Linked DNA regions of Mus musculus: all the other regions are linked to region 1. Evidence: chromatin contacts called from public ChIA-PET and HiChIP or PLAC-seq data. All regions are on one chromosome and are shown on one strand. The core of a region is the stretch at or near the end of the contact, and the rest is flanking DNA. Distances in the headings are between cores, read along the strand shown.

Region 1 (3,245 bases), core at 718-3,217:
ACTGGCCTCTACACAGCCCTGGGCTATGTACTGGCTTTCCTGGGAGGACTGGCACTGTCACTGGGGCTGCAGATTTACCGCTCTCTACACTTCCCTTCCTGTCTACCAACTGTGGCCTTCCTTTTTGGCCTGGTGGGGCTAATGGTCTCTGTACCAGGCCTCTTTGTGCTGCAGACCCCTGTGCTACCCCAAGACACTCTAAGCTGGAGCTGTGTGGTGGCAGTGGGGCTCCTTGCATTGGTTTCCTTTGTATGTGTGAGCTATGCAGTCACCAAGGCCCACCCTGCCCTGGTATGTGCTGTCCTGCACTCTGAGGTCGTGGTAGCCCTCATGCTGCAGTATTACGTGCTCTATGAGACCGTGGCACCTTCTGACATCATGGGAGCAGGGGTTGTGTTGGGCAGCATTGCCATCATTACTGCCCAGAACCTCAGTTGTGATAAGGAAGGGCAAACGGAGGAATGAAATCAAACTTGAGGGGGGGAGGGGGGACAGGGGTAAATAGGAGAGATGGGAATAAAAACCATGGGAGAACAAATGCCTGGCAAAGAACTGGTGTGGAGGACCAGTGAGATAGCTCAGCAGATAGAGGCTAATGCTACCAAGCCTGATCTATATGGTAGATGGAGAGAACCGACTCCTACAGATTATTCTCTCTATACATTCGCTGTGGCGTGCTTACACACAAAATAAAAAATATATATTAAAGCAAAAAACTGGTGTGGAGAGAGATGCCCTAGGATTCAAGGGTGACTTGGGACTAAGTGGAGAGGAGAGACCGGGAGCATGTACAGGAACCAGGGTATGGAATTGGGGCTGGGAACAGGGAATAAGGGCATCACTCAGCAGCGAGGTCTCAGATCCAGAGGACTAAGGAAGCCTGGTAGTGGGTCAAGGGGATTAATCCCACAGGCAGGAAAGAGAAGAGCGCTGGAGATGAAGAACGAAGAATGCAGCTTGTCAGGCGAACAGCCAGCACTGGGGGAGGGGCGTGTTTCCTTTCCTTTGGAAGGTATTTTGCTTTCCTCAGTGGTGGTGCTCCCTGTCCGAGCGGTGATGTAACGCTGACATCAAGCATGAATGAATCACTGTGGTTGGCTGAGCAGTTGGCTTTGCTTTGAAAAGGAGTGGAAACATGCTCTTTTGGGAGATTCCCTTGAAACACTCAGCCGCCACCTTATTTCTGAAGTCGTCTGAAAGGTGTAGGGTTTCCTTGACCCCGAATTCCCCAAGACATCCCTATTCTGCCCCACCGCTAATCTGCTTTTCTCAGATTGTCACGGTCGCGTGATCTGCGGCTCCTGGGTAGCAGCCATTCTACTTTCAGAATAGGCCTCCGGGCTCGGGAAAAGCTTGGGCTGAACATCGAGCGCCAGGGCTCCGTAAAGCTATTAGAGCACAGGCGGTGCCCCAACGTCCTGGGGCCTCTCCACTAATAACGGCTACTTCCAATTGATTGGACGCGCCATCTTGCCTGCCTTATGCATATTCAGCGGTGAACTGAATATTCATGAACGAGGCCCGTCCCGTCCCTCCCTCCTTCCCCCCACCCCCGGAACCCGCTCCGGAGGACCCGAAGGGCCCCGCCTTCATTACCGATGCGTAGGACAAACCATTTTCCCGATGTGTGTGGGGGGATACTAATGAGAGACTTTAGCTGAAAATGAGCCTGAACTCCGAAGCTGAGTAAAAATGGCCTAACTTTATCCTCCGTTCTGTAAGTCCTCGGTTTGAGTGCACGGGAAACCCGAAAGGAGGACGACAGGACCAGGAACATTCTCCTCCTCCTGTCGCGTCAGAAAGAACACCCAACCAGGGAGCCGGAGCCCTAGCGTCAACAACTCCGCCGCGCGCGCTCCGTGTAGGCCGGTGCGGGCGGCCCCGTAGCGCAAGGGAGGGCGGGAAAGGAAGGGGCGGGACACAAGGGCGAATCTATAAAGGGCGTCACTCAGCCAGTTCTCTCCTCAGAAGCGCCGAGAGCGCGACCGGGACGGTTGGAGAAGAAGGTGGCTCCCGGAAGGGGGAGAGACAAACTGCCGTAACCTCTGCCGTTCAGGATCCCGGTTACTTATTTATTCGTTACCCCTTTTCTTCTTCCTCCCTCCCAAAACCTCCTCCTCTCCTCCCTTCTTTTGTTTCCTTTTTGGGAGCCGACGAATCTCCGGAAAGGGAGAAAAGGCTTTCTTTCAGCCCTTTTCGTTCCTCTGCCTTCCCCCCCCCTTCCCCCCTCCCCCACCTTTCCCTCCTCCAGCCTTTCCCTCCCTATCCCGGGAGGTCTTTCCTGGTGGCCGCCCGGACGGGTTCTGAGCACTTAGGCGGCGGTGGCGCAGGCTTTTTGTAGCGAGGTTTGCGCCTGCGCAGCGCGCCTGCCTCGCCATGCACGGGGGTGGCCCCCCCTCCGGGGACAGCGCATGCCCGCTGCGCACCATCAAGAGAGTGCAGTTCGGAGTCCTGAGTCCGGATGAATTGGTAAGATAGTCCGCCCGTCTCTCTGCTATGCCTTTGGCTGATGATCCTCTGGGAAGATGGGTCAGTGATGCTGATGTTGTGCGGGGGTCCAGCCTTCAAAAGTTAAATTATGCCAGGACTTAAACAAGCGAAATGCTATGCCTGAGATGAGTGCTTGACTGGACAGAGAAGAAAGATGTTTCCATACTTGAGCATTGCTGCGGTTCAACGAGACAGGGTTGAAAGTTGTACAGGAAGTGGATCCCCAGTTTTAGTTCTTTCACCAATATTGAGCATCCTGCTATGTGACAGTAATCAGACACTAGGAACACAGCTGCACAATAAATATAACAGAAACTCTACCTTCTAAAACACTATGGGAAAAACAGAGAAGAGAGCTTAAGAACAAAAAGAAATGAGCAAAAATAAGTACCTAGATTAAAGCAAAATGAGGAAATGCTGTAAGAAGTCACTGAAATTGAATGGTGTCAGGGTTTGGAAGACATACTTGCCAGGGATGGTGACATTCCCAAGTAATATCAGTCATCAGAGCTATTTTTTTAGGTGGAGGAAACAAGTGTCATGGGACTGAGAGGGAAATAAACTTGTATTCTAGAGACTGAAAAGCCAGTGTTGGGGCAGGCAGGGTTAGTGGGTGCGGAGAGTGCACTGAAGAAGCACGGGATATTGTAAATTACGCTCTAGAGAGTCCAAATTTCTGTTTTCAGTAGGAAACCACTGGGTAATTATAAAGGTGACAGTAGTAACTTATACACACACGCATGTACAGAAGCTCC
Region 2 (3,160 bases), core at 178-2,677, 700 kb after region 1:
CAGAGATCTAAGGGCCTGTATTCCCATGGACGGTGTTCTAGCTTAGGGAGAAGGGTCAGGAAGAACAGGGTAGCTATAGATGGCCAACTGAATAAAAGCAGAGCTACATCCCTTTTCACCAGGAGAATCCTCACAACTTCCCCATTCACACTCCATAGGCTTAGAATGGGCACAGGCCTCCTAAACGCTTGTGGAAGAACCTCTAACGTACAGGCATCCCCTCAGCAAGCAGTTTCCACCAGGGCTCTTTGAAGAATCCTGAGGGTCCTACTGGACCCTGGTCTGGCCAGGTTACGCATGGTCTCTCCTCTATGCTCCTGGTCACTTGCATAGGGCCTCCAACACCTCCAGCGTGCGTCGGATATCTCGGACTTGGCGTGCCAGCCCCTGAACCGGTTGCAAAGCCCGTTCCAGCTCCTCGCAGCGCGCAAGTAAGGTGTACATGCCCTTAATGCTCATGTCCACGGCTTCACCTAAGGAGTCCACCGCGTCGCGGTAGGTCTGGATACAGCCCACACTCAACGCTGTCAGCTCTTGCACCGCACCACCCAGCCCGCGAAGCAGACGGTCTACCCGGCCGCCCAGCTCGCGACTCAGCCGCTCCAGATCCCTCAGCACGTCCGGGTCGATGGGAGGGATGGTGGGGGTGGGTGCGGGCGTTAGGCAGGGCCGCACAGAGGCAGGGGGAACGGGTGGTGGGGCGCCACTCAGTCGGATCTTGAGTTGTAGGTTGTTGGCCACAAAGTGAGTAAGGTCGCCGTGGCGGCTCACCGTGCCCTCCAGCTCTAGGGGGCTGGAGATAGTGGCGCGACGTCCTCCGCCCGCGCCGGTCTCGCCACTGGATGAAGACCCCCCTCCACCGCACGCCCCACTCAGCCCGTCCAGGCTGCGGCTGTCCTGAAGGCGGCTGGGGAAGGAGCGGCCAGCCCTACCCGCCGCCGCCTCTTCGTCCTCGTCGTCGTCGTCGTCACCCTCTTGCTGCGGCAGCTCCACATTCATCTCGACGCCTCCGGGGCTCCCTCGACGGCAGACCCTCAGAGCGGAGGGCTGATCCTCGCTGGGCTCCGGCTCCGGGTACCAGGAGGACGGGGGCGGGGCGTGCTCGGAACCTGGCACCCCCCGGCGTCCCCGGGCCCCTGACGGCGTCGCCCGGGAGCTCGGCTTGTCCTCCCAAGTGTCCAGCTCCGGCCCATGGGCGATGCTGCCGCTCCAAGTCTTTGGGGACGCTCGGGGATGACGGCTCGAGACCCCAACGCTCTCAGCCTCTTCCTCCCCGGACAGCGTCCGGACTGAGGGCGGCTTCGAGGGCGTTCGGGACGGCCTGCCGCTGAAAGTCGCGGCCTGGTGCTCAGCTCCGACCGAAAGCTCCGGCTCCGGCCCGAGCCGCCCCTGGGCGGCCTCCATACTGAGGGTGGGGGCCGGAACCGCGAGTCGTCCGCCGGGCTCCCCGGTCAGCGGCGGCGCCTTTAAGGGGCGTTGGCGGAGGCGCGCCGATTGGCAGCCGGATGATAATGGTCCGGACAGGAAGAGCTCTGTGATTGGTCGCCACCCCAGGAAGTTCCGGGAGGAGGGCTGTTATTGAACTGCAGAACACAAGTGAAAGCCAGTCGGGTGGCAGCTCCGGGGTGACAGCTGTGCGCGGGGCCCCGCCCCTTCGGAAAGTTGAGGGGGCGGGTCTTAAAAGACCCGAGCCCCGGAGCGCCGGAGTCCCACCGGGGCGGAGCTTAGGCTCTATGTCCACGGTGGTGTCGTCCGGAATTACCGCCGAGCAGTCGCACTCCACCGGGGATCGTTTTTGGAAGCTCTAGGGGTTCTTGGATGCTCAGGGTTGGACCGAACCGAGCTAGAAAACCGAGAAAGAAAAACAGCAGCGCCAAGAGAGAGAAAGCCGGAATTCCCAGCGGAACGGGGCTGATTGGTTCCATCCTTGAAACATTGACAGACTGATCGTTGAAGCGCCCAGAGTGACTCACTGTGCAGGGGAATTGCAGGTCGTGGACTTTCCTGTGCTTTTGTCACTCTTCGGCCTCCTGTCCCCTCTGCGTAGAGCATTTCTCTCATTGGAGGATAATATTGAGGGTTGTTTGTTTGTTTGTTGTCACAAGAGAAAATATTCCATAGGTGAAAGAATCAGACGTTTTGATAAGCACGCTCGGGAAAATAAAGGGCTGTGATTGAGAGTAAGAAGGACTAGTTAGATGAGGCCTCGGTCGGGAAAGGTCTCTGATGGGAACTATCAAGGGCATCAACTCAGCTTGCTGACAGAGGGAGGAAACCTCAGAGGCAAAGAGGTTTGATATAAACAAGAAACGCTGGGGTACGGAGTGTGGGGGAAGGACAGAGAGAAGACACCAGGGCTAAAATAAATGAGAAGGGAGAGGATTAACAACATCCAGATCGAAGATTCAGGACCCCCGGGCCACATTCCCAGGGCACTGTGGTTTCTGTAACAGATGGAGAGTCTTTCCAAGGGCCGTGGGACAGGAATCAAATGGTAGAAAAGTCGTCAACTGCAACACAGCCAAAGCTCTGGGACCCTTCTAGTTAGCAAAACAATGAATTAATATTCTTCCTTGGTTTAGAATCTTTGTATACCCCCGGCTGTCCTGGAAGTAGCTTTGTAGACCAGGCTGCCCTCAAACTCACATCACAGAGATCTTTCTGCTTCTGCCTCCCAAGTTCTGGCTGGGGTTAAAGGCAGAAGGACACCTGTTCCTGTTTTTGAAACTGAATCCTGTGTGGAAAGTGTGCACAATCACTGTGGCTAGTAATTGCAGAATCTTCCTGTTTTTTTTTTTTTTTTTTTGCATCCCTTCACCCTGTCTTTATTCTTTTTTAAATTTGTTTTGTTTTGTTTGTTTGTTTGTTTTTCGAGACAGGGTTTCTCTGTGTAGCCCTGGGCCTTTGTAGACCAGGCTGGCTTCAAACTCAGAAATTCGCCTGCCTCTGCCTCCCAAGTGCTGGGATTAAAGGCGTGCGGCACCATGCCCAGCCCTGTCTTTATTCTTGTGTTCCTTGCTCGTTTCTTGAGCTCTTTTTCCTTCAAAAGAAGCCATCTTTTGCAAGTCTTTTGTTTTCTACTACTATTACTACTGCTACTATAATTACTTTCTCCTCCTCTTCTTCATGCCAAAGGTGTGCAAAATAAGATGACATTTGG
Region 3 (3,048 bases), core at 262-2,761, 770 kb before region 1:
TAGCTAAAAGTGAGCTCTATCTTCAGTGAGACTGTCTCATGAGGAAGACAACCCTGGCACACCTCTGGCCTCCACACACATGTACCCATAAGGATACATGCATACAGGACGGACAGACAGACAGACAAACAAAATGGCCGAAGGGGTGGAGCATCAGAGGTGTGACTCCAGTACTCTGGTGAGGAGGGCCTGACCTGCCCTCCTTCTTGAGGGTCCCAGCCTGCAATGATGATTCCTGCCATCAGATCTTCTCTGTACCGGTAACACATCTCCTTAAAGAGACTGGCGGCTGTGTGGACTAGTGGAGGCTCGTTCAGTTCAATACTAGAAGGTGGGGTTGGAAGATCACAAACAAAGCAATATCAGGATCTGGAGTCAGGCCTTTTAGTGCCTTATGTTCCAGAGCCTTCAGGGTCGTTGTTCCTCCCCTGCCCACAAGTACCTGTGGAAACCAAGCTGGTAAGTGACAGCGTCTGCCACTGCTTGGGTATCAGCGGCTGAGCCTGAGCGGCAGCAGAAGATGTGATCGTGGATAGGGGTCAGCTTGTCAGTCACTCGATTGGCGATGTAGGACCTGCAGGATGGCGGAAACAGTGAGAAGGAGCCCACTTGCCTCCCTCCTCCACCACATCACCGTCTACTCCCTGCAGCTCCAGGGATACAAATACTGCTACCACCTACTAGTCCTCATGGAAAATGAAGCCGGATGAATGGAGAACAGACCTTTACTGGTAGTTCACCAAAGGGTGAGGGGGCCTGGAAACCACAGAATTAGGAACAAGTCCTTATTATCTCCAGGTAGTGGAGAAACTTCTCTTGCCACAGTGGTCTGAGGAGGGTAAGGATGGGCTGACAGGCAGGAATGGTATATGTTTGGAGTAGGGGAAACGGGAAGACTTTCTGTTTTGAGCTCACCCAGTGGTTGTCCTGGAGTCCGCTCCTAGAACCACGCCCCCATTAAACTGCACAGCCATGATCGTGGTCTGGGAAGAATAGTGTAAAAAAGGTAACTCTTTTAGCCTTACCGCATTCTCGAGTATATACCGACCTCAATAATTCTTCACCCGGATTTTATAATGCAAAATTCGTGCTCCGCGAACCTATTATCAAATCTTAAGGGGGCTCAACACGTCAGAGAATATAAAAACTACAATCTCCAAACCCCAGGATTCAGACTCTTATGCTTCAGCCTACTGTTCACCTCTCATCACGAAAGGTATCACCCCACGCCAGCATTCAAGGAATCCCTCTCCCTCTCGCAGAACACAGCGCTCCCCCCCCCCCAACCCACTCAGTCAAACCCACTCGGGCTTCATGTTTTTCCTCCCGTCAGGCCTAGTACATGTCTTCCGAACTCTGGCTCTTTCCTCACCCCTGTGGAGACTTCCCGGTTTTCCCAGTCTGGGGTGAGAGCCTCCGGCCCAAAGGCCGGTGCAGACCCCGCTCGACGAACAGCTAAGGCGGCCGCCATCTTCCTCTGCTACTCTGCCACAAAGCAACCGTCGTAAAGCGCTCCGTCACTCTCTTTAGTCCGCCTCTGTGGCCTTCTGGGAGCGAAGCTGCTTGACGGCAGAAGGGAAAAGACAGAGGTAGGAACTCGTCGTTAGAGTCAGTGGGCACTTTACGGCAGTGTGTCAAATTACCAAAAAAAAAAAAAAAAAGAGGCGGGTCTAGGAAGGGGGGAAAAGGGCGGAGCCTCTTCTCAAAGATTTGCCTCACCAGAGGCTTGTGGCTCCCGGAGGCAAAGGATACTTGGAAATGAAGCCTAATTTACATTATAAGGTTTTAGGTGTGTGTGTGTGTGTGTGGGGGGGGTCGTTTGTTTGTTTTGGTAACTTGATTGTATAGTCTGAAGTATGTGGGTTTTGTAAATAACAACGTTGTGTCGCAATGTTAACAGGTTGGATACACTATAACCTGATTGGTGTCCTAGTTCAAAGAACCCACAAGATAAGAGTACAAACTGGAATGGTCAGGTCGTGTTTTCAATAGTCCGGGGTACCTACTTCCCGGGTCCCACAAGAACTTTTGAAGAAGCTACAATTGTTTTTTGGGAGCATCTATACCCCTTGACAATCACCCCTGCCATATCTGAGGGTTTCCACCGTTACACATTCTCACCTATGTATTATATTTTTAATACATTTTAAATCGTGCCATTCGAGCTGAGACGAAAAGATGGACCATCTAGAAACTGCCATATCCGGGGATCCATCCCATAATCCGCTTCCAAACGCTGACACCATTGCATACACTAGCAAGATTTTGCTAAAAGGACCCAGATATGGCTGTCTCTTGTGAAACTATGCCGGGGCCTGGCAAACACAGAAGTGGATGCTCACAGTCAGCTATTGGATGGATCACAGGGCCCCCAATGGAGGAGCTAGGGAAGGTACTCAAGGAGCTGAAGGGATCTGCAATCCTATAGGTAGAACAACAATATGAACTAACCAATACCCCCCCTGGAGCTCGTGTCTCTAGCTGCATATGAATCAGAAGATAGCCTAGTCGGCCATCAGTGGAAAGAGAGGCCCATTGGTCGTGCAAACTTTATATGCCTCAGTACAGGGGAACGCCAGGGCCAAGAAGTGGGAGTGGGTGGGTAGGGGAGTGGGTGGGGGAGCGTGTGTGGGACTTTTGGGATAGCACTGGAAATGTAATTGAAATAAATACCCAATAAAAAAATATGGAAAAAAAAAGAGTCATTACAATGAAGAAATCATTTCTTGTCTAATGAATTATGTAGGTTGGTTCTTTATATAAATACTTGGGCCAACTCAATTCTTGTATACTAAAATTCTTGATTTTATAATTAAATATGGTTTGTAGAATAAAAAAAAATCGTGCCATTCTAGTGCATGTGGACGTGAGTGTATGATTTTGATTTGTTTTCCCCGAATAATTAGTTAAGCATATTTCCATGGCTAGTGAGTTCTTTGTGTATCTTCTTTGCAGCAATGTCCATTCAAGATCTTTGTCAATTTTAAAAAAGAATTGCTTGAGTTTTTAATTATTGTATTGTGTTATTTTTATATTTAGGTAGAAACA
Region 4 (3,538 bases), core at 761-3,260, 630 kb after region 1:
ACACACTCCTGAGGATACCAGTCATGTCATGCTCATTGTCTGTCCTTCCAGAGTCCAGCTTGGTGCCTGGCTATGCTAGGATACTCAGCATACACTTGATAACTACTGGATCAATACATTTTAATAAAGCCATCATGTTCTCTGATGATGAGTGGAGATTGATAGTAAAGTCAATGAAAAGGTCATTGTAGACTGTGGAATGATGTTCACTCACCTCACTCTAACACAGACACCCATCTCTCATCTCTGAGACTTATCATAACATACACACACACAACGCGTGCATACTTGTACACACACAAAATCCCAGTGTTACGTCTTTGGAACAAAGAGTTCTGGAGGCAAGAAAGGGCTCAAACCAGTATCCTTGAAATCCAAAATTCAACAAAAGAGCCTAACTCACTTCCCAGACCCTTCATCCCCACCAGAAAAGCTAGAAAAAAGTAAGGTACAGGATCTTTGCAGGTTAATTCTCTAAATATTCATGGCTTTTCTACCTGTTGAGATCTAGCTTGTACGTTTATTCCTTTCTGAGTTCCAGAAGACCATATTCTGGAGAAATGCAGAGGGATACCATTAGCTGCCTGCTATGGGAGTGTGAGTCTCTCTGTGTGTGCTTATCTGTGTCCGTCTGTCTGTGTGAGCCTGTCTGTGTGTACCTCCAGAACAATAAACACTACCCAGGAAGCTCTTGCATGTCAGGACTTTAGCAGTGCTCTTTATCAGACACTGTTGCTTTGGGATCCCGGCATTCCTAACCCCAGTCACATTCCCTACGCGCCGAGTTCTGTGAGACTCCATTCCTAACCTCACACGAAGCCTCTGCAGTACTGTGCAGTCTCTGTCCCTTGCCCACCTGTTCCTGGCCGCAGCTCCACAGTACAGTAGCCATCGATCCACTGGTAGCAGGGAAAGTGGACAGCAGAGCCATCGGGGGCAGTGACACAGATTCGACTGCAGTACCAAGGGTCCTTGCAGAAGAAAGCAAAGCGCTCCTTGTGTAAGCGCAACAGCAAGATCTCACCCAGCTCTGCTTCACAGCGCACCTTATACTTCTGAACCTGGAGTGAGGGAAGCAGCAAGCAGGCCTTTGAGCAACCAGGAACTGTCGAGGACATCTTTGCACTCTGAAGTGTGCATCAACACCGCTACCTTTCTGGGATATTGGCCTGAGCAGTCGTTGATCCATGTGGTTCCTTTGTGTGATTGAGAGAAAGAGCCCGTCTCCATCCAGAGAGGAGCAGGCACCATACTCAGTGCCTGAGTGAATTTTTGTAGGGATTCCTACCCTCACTGCCAGTAGTTCACTTTCATGTAGGGTCATTAGCAAACTAAACTAGCGACCGACAAAGCAGACCCCTCCCAAAGAACAGGAGACCCATGATCTGATCAGAGGAATCAATTTGGTCAAAGCCTAGTGTCAATTAGGGGAGGAGCCAGGCCAGGCAGTGGTGGCTTTTAATTCCCCCTGCACTCAGGAGGCAGAGGCAGTCAGATTGCTAAGTTCAAGGCCAGCCTGGTCTACACAGAGAGTTCTAGGACAGCCAGGGCTACACAGAGAAACCCTGTCTGGAAAAACCACAGAAAATAATAACAATAACAACAATGATAGGAGAAGCCAGGAAGTTAGGGGAAGTCCCCAGAATCCATTCCAAATGCCCTTCCCCACAGCCCTGTCTCAGAACAATTGGTATGGTTTATCGTCTCCCAAAAGTCAGGGATGTCAAAGAAAATGATCACAGGACATAGCAGGCATCCTGAGTTCAGCAGGACTTGACGAATCCAACAAGAATAATCCTCACTTCCTTCAGGTTCCCCATCTCTCCTCTGTACTCACCGATCCAGAGGCGAAGTCCCTGCCTACGCGATCCAGCTTCTGCTTAGGGCTTTCACCACAGGTGCCTACCAATGTAGCATAGATGTTATCCAATGTGCCAGCCTTCAGGTAGGAACCAGTGGTCACACACAGCCGATATACTGCCATGACTGGACCCAATAACCCCAAACCAGTAGCTAGCCTAGAGAAGGTACGCTACAGGTAAGAGAGAGTCAGCTCCTGGGCAGGAGGCTGGGGGCTGGGGAAGGGTGGGCCTGAGGAAGGATCCAGCTCTAGGACGTTCCTGGGCTCGCGCGCGCTCTCTCTCTTTCTCGATCTCTCACGGCAGCTCCGCTGGTAGCTCGGGAGTACTATCCCCACCCACCGACTTGCACCCTAATACTTGTTTGCATGCCTCTGACACAGCCTGTCCCTCTGGCTGGCTCATCCAGATGGATATCAGAAGCCTGGGCCCATTGGTGAGGGAGGGAATAAGGAAGGAGGGACCAAGTGGCAAGTGGAAGACAGGGAGGAGGTGACGCGTGTTGGGACACTACTTTGTGTCTGATCAGTGGCTTGACTAATGTCCTGAAGCCCATGTTCACCCATTCCCCAGATTCCACCTAGAGCCTTTTCCTCCTATTTCCAAACCAGAAATGGGCACCAGAACACCAGAATTCCTACATGTGAATCACCCACGTGAATCACACCGTGCATCGGAAAGCTGCACCAATTCATAAATGCCAGGTGACCTCATCAACAATCAAGTGAATAACACACATCTTAGCACGTGACAAGGCCATCATGTTCTCCTTCCTGCCACCGACCCACCCATCTCCTCCTAAAGTCTAGTCTTCTCTCTGTCTCCAGTTTTTGTTATTCCCGACCTCAATCACTCCTTTGAGATAGGACCTGCCTGCCAAGTGAGTGGAAGCCTGCCCGACAGCATCTGGAGGCCCTCATGTGACATTCTTTACGCTCCAGGTCCTCCCTCAGCCAGCCTGCTGAACCGTGGGAGGCACCCTGTATGCCCTAGGTGTCCAAGATATAGGTCACAAGGACCAGGGAAGAAAAAAAATAGACTCTACCGGGGAAACCTGTGGCCCGCAGCGGCCCCGCGTGGCTGGTCTAGGCACCTCTAGATTCCTGCTTGAGTGGCGCTCCTGCCCTCCTTAACTTCTAATAAAAGCCGAGGCGTTAGCGACTAGGTTTCAGTAAGTCAGAGTCTCGGACAAAAACGAACTTCATCCTTTAAATACACACAAGAATACGTAGGTATCATAATAAATTCATTTAGGCAAAAGTGGAGAGCTTTGCTAAGAGCCCGGATAGCTCAGTCGGTAGAGCATCAGACTTTTAATCTGAGGGTCCAGGGTTCAAGTCCCTGTTCGGGCGCTTAGCTTTTTGTGGGAATCTGCACTTACAAACACTATTGTTAGGCTGTCTTGTTTGACAATAGCTCTATAATAACAAAGTAATTGCATTCTTTTTAAAAGGAAATGTAAATTGAACGTAAGTTCCGAACAATCAGAAGAGGGAACAGCATTACGTTAAAGTACTAGCTATACAAACGAGGAATACATCAAAGAGAGTAAAAAGAAAATGGGGAAGTTAATATTATTAATATTAATAATATACTTCATTTACTACAATATTTGAAAATCTTATTTTAACCCTAATTGGTGTTTTAAAATCCGCATTTTAACGAATTTTTAAATTATC

Evidence for each region. ChIA-PET counts read pairs in DNA pulled down with a chosen protein or histone mark. HiChIP or PLAC-seq counts read pairs in DNA pulled down with a chosen protein or histone mark.
Region 2: a contact with region 1 is called in an RNA polymerase II ChIA-PET map of memory CD8 T cells, with 45 read pairs. The contact joins the promoter of Borcs6 here to the promoter of Polr2a in region 1. A contact is called at or near these places in 5 of 39 promoter capture datasets (the C10 cell line, cranial neural crest, hippocampal neurons and 1 more), 1 of 484 Hi-C or Micro-C datasets (cortical neurons) and 7 of 115 datasets of contacts at active chromatin or transcription factors (the SCID.adh cell line, astrocytes, embryonic stem cells and 4 more).
Region 3: an RNA polymerase II ChIA-PET map of memory CD8 T cells shows a contact between it and region 1, with 7 read pairs. The contact joins the promoter of Psmb6 here to the promoter of Polr2a in region 1. A contact is called at or near these places in 1 of 39 promoter capture datasets (liver) and 2 of 115 datasets of contacts at active chromatin or transcription factors (astrocytes and memory CD8 T cells).
Region 4: a contact with region 1 is called in a FOXA1 HiChIP or PLAC-seq map of pancreatic cancer cells. The contact joins the promoter of Aloxe3 here to the promoter of Polr2a in region 1. A contact is called at or near these places in 6 of 39 promoter capture datasets (cranial neural crest, embryonic stem cells, liver and 2 more), 2 of 484 Hi-C or Micro-C datasets (cortical neurons and regulatory T cells) and 7 of 115 datasets of contacts at active chromatin or transcription factors (the NIH/3T3 cell line, astrocytes, bone marrow-derived macrophages and 4 more).

The regions. Positions count from the first base shown.
Region 1 is chr11:69,757,355-69,760,599 of GRCm38.p6, reverse strand. It overlaps Polr2a (polymerase (RNA) II (DNA directed) polypeptide A), which reads left to right and starts at 1,967. Exons shown (of 29, transcript NM_001291068.1): 1 at 1,967-2,469. The coding sequence starts at 2,377. Slc35g3 (solute carrier family 35, member G3) reads left to right here. Exons shown (of 2, transcript NM_019871.2): 2 at 1-716. The coding sequence ends at 465.
Region 2 is chr11:69,058,042-69,061,201 of GRCm38.p6, reverse strand. Borcs6 (BLOC-1 related complex subunit 6) reads right to left here and starts at 1,427. Exons shown (of 1, transcript NM_028005.3): 1 at 1-1,427. The coding sequence starts at 1,404. The coding sequence ends at 322.
Region 3 is chr11:70,523,820-70,526,867 of GRCm38.p6, reverse strand. It overlaps Psmb6 (proteasome (prosome, macropain) subunit, beta type 6), which reads right to left and starts at 1,511. Exons shown (of 6, transcript NM_008946.4): 1 at 1,373-1,511; 2 at 916-983; 3 at 443-574; 4 at 195-324. The coding sequence starts at 1,471.
Region 4 is chr11:69,124,849-69,128,386 of GRCm38.p6, reverse strand. Aloxe3 (arachidonate lipoxygenase 3) reads right to left here and starts at 2,010. Exons shown (of 15, transcript NM_011786.2): 1 at 1,838-2,010; 2 at 857-1,061. The coding sequence starts at 1,984. It overlaps n-TKctt27 (a tRNA gene), which reads left to right and starts at 3,139; the gene lies at 3,139-3,211.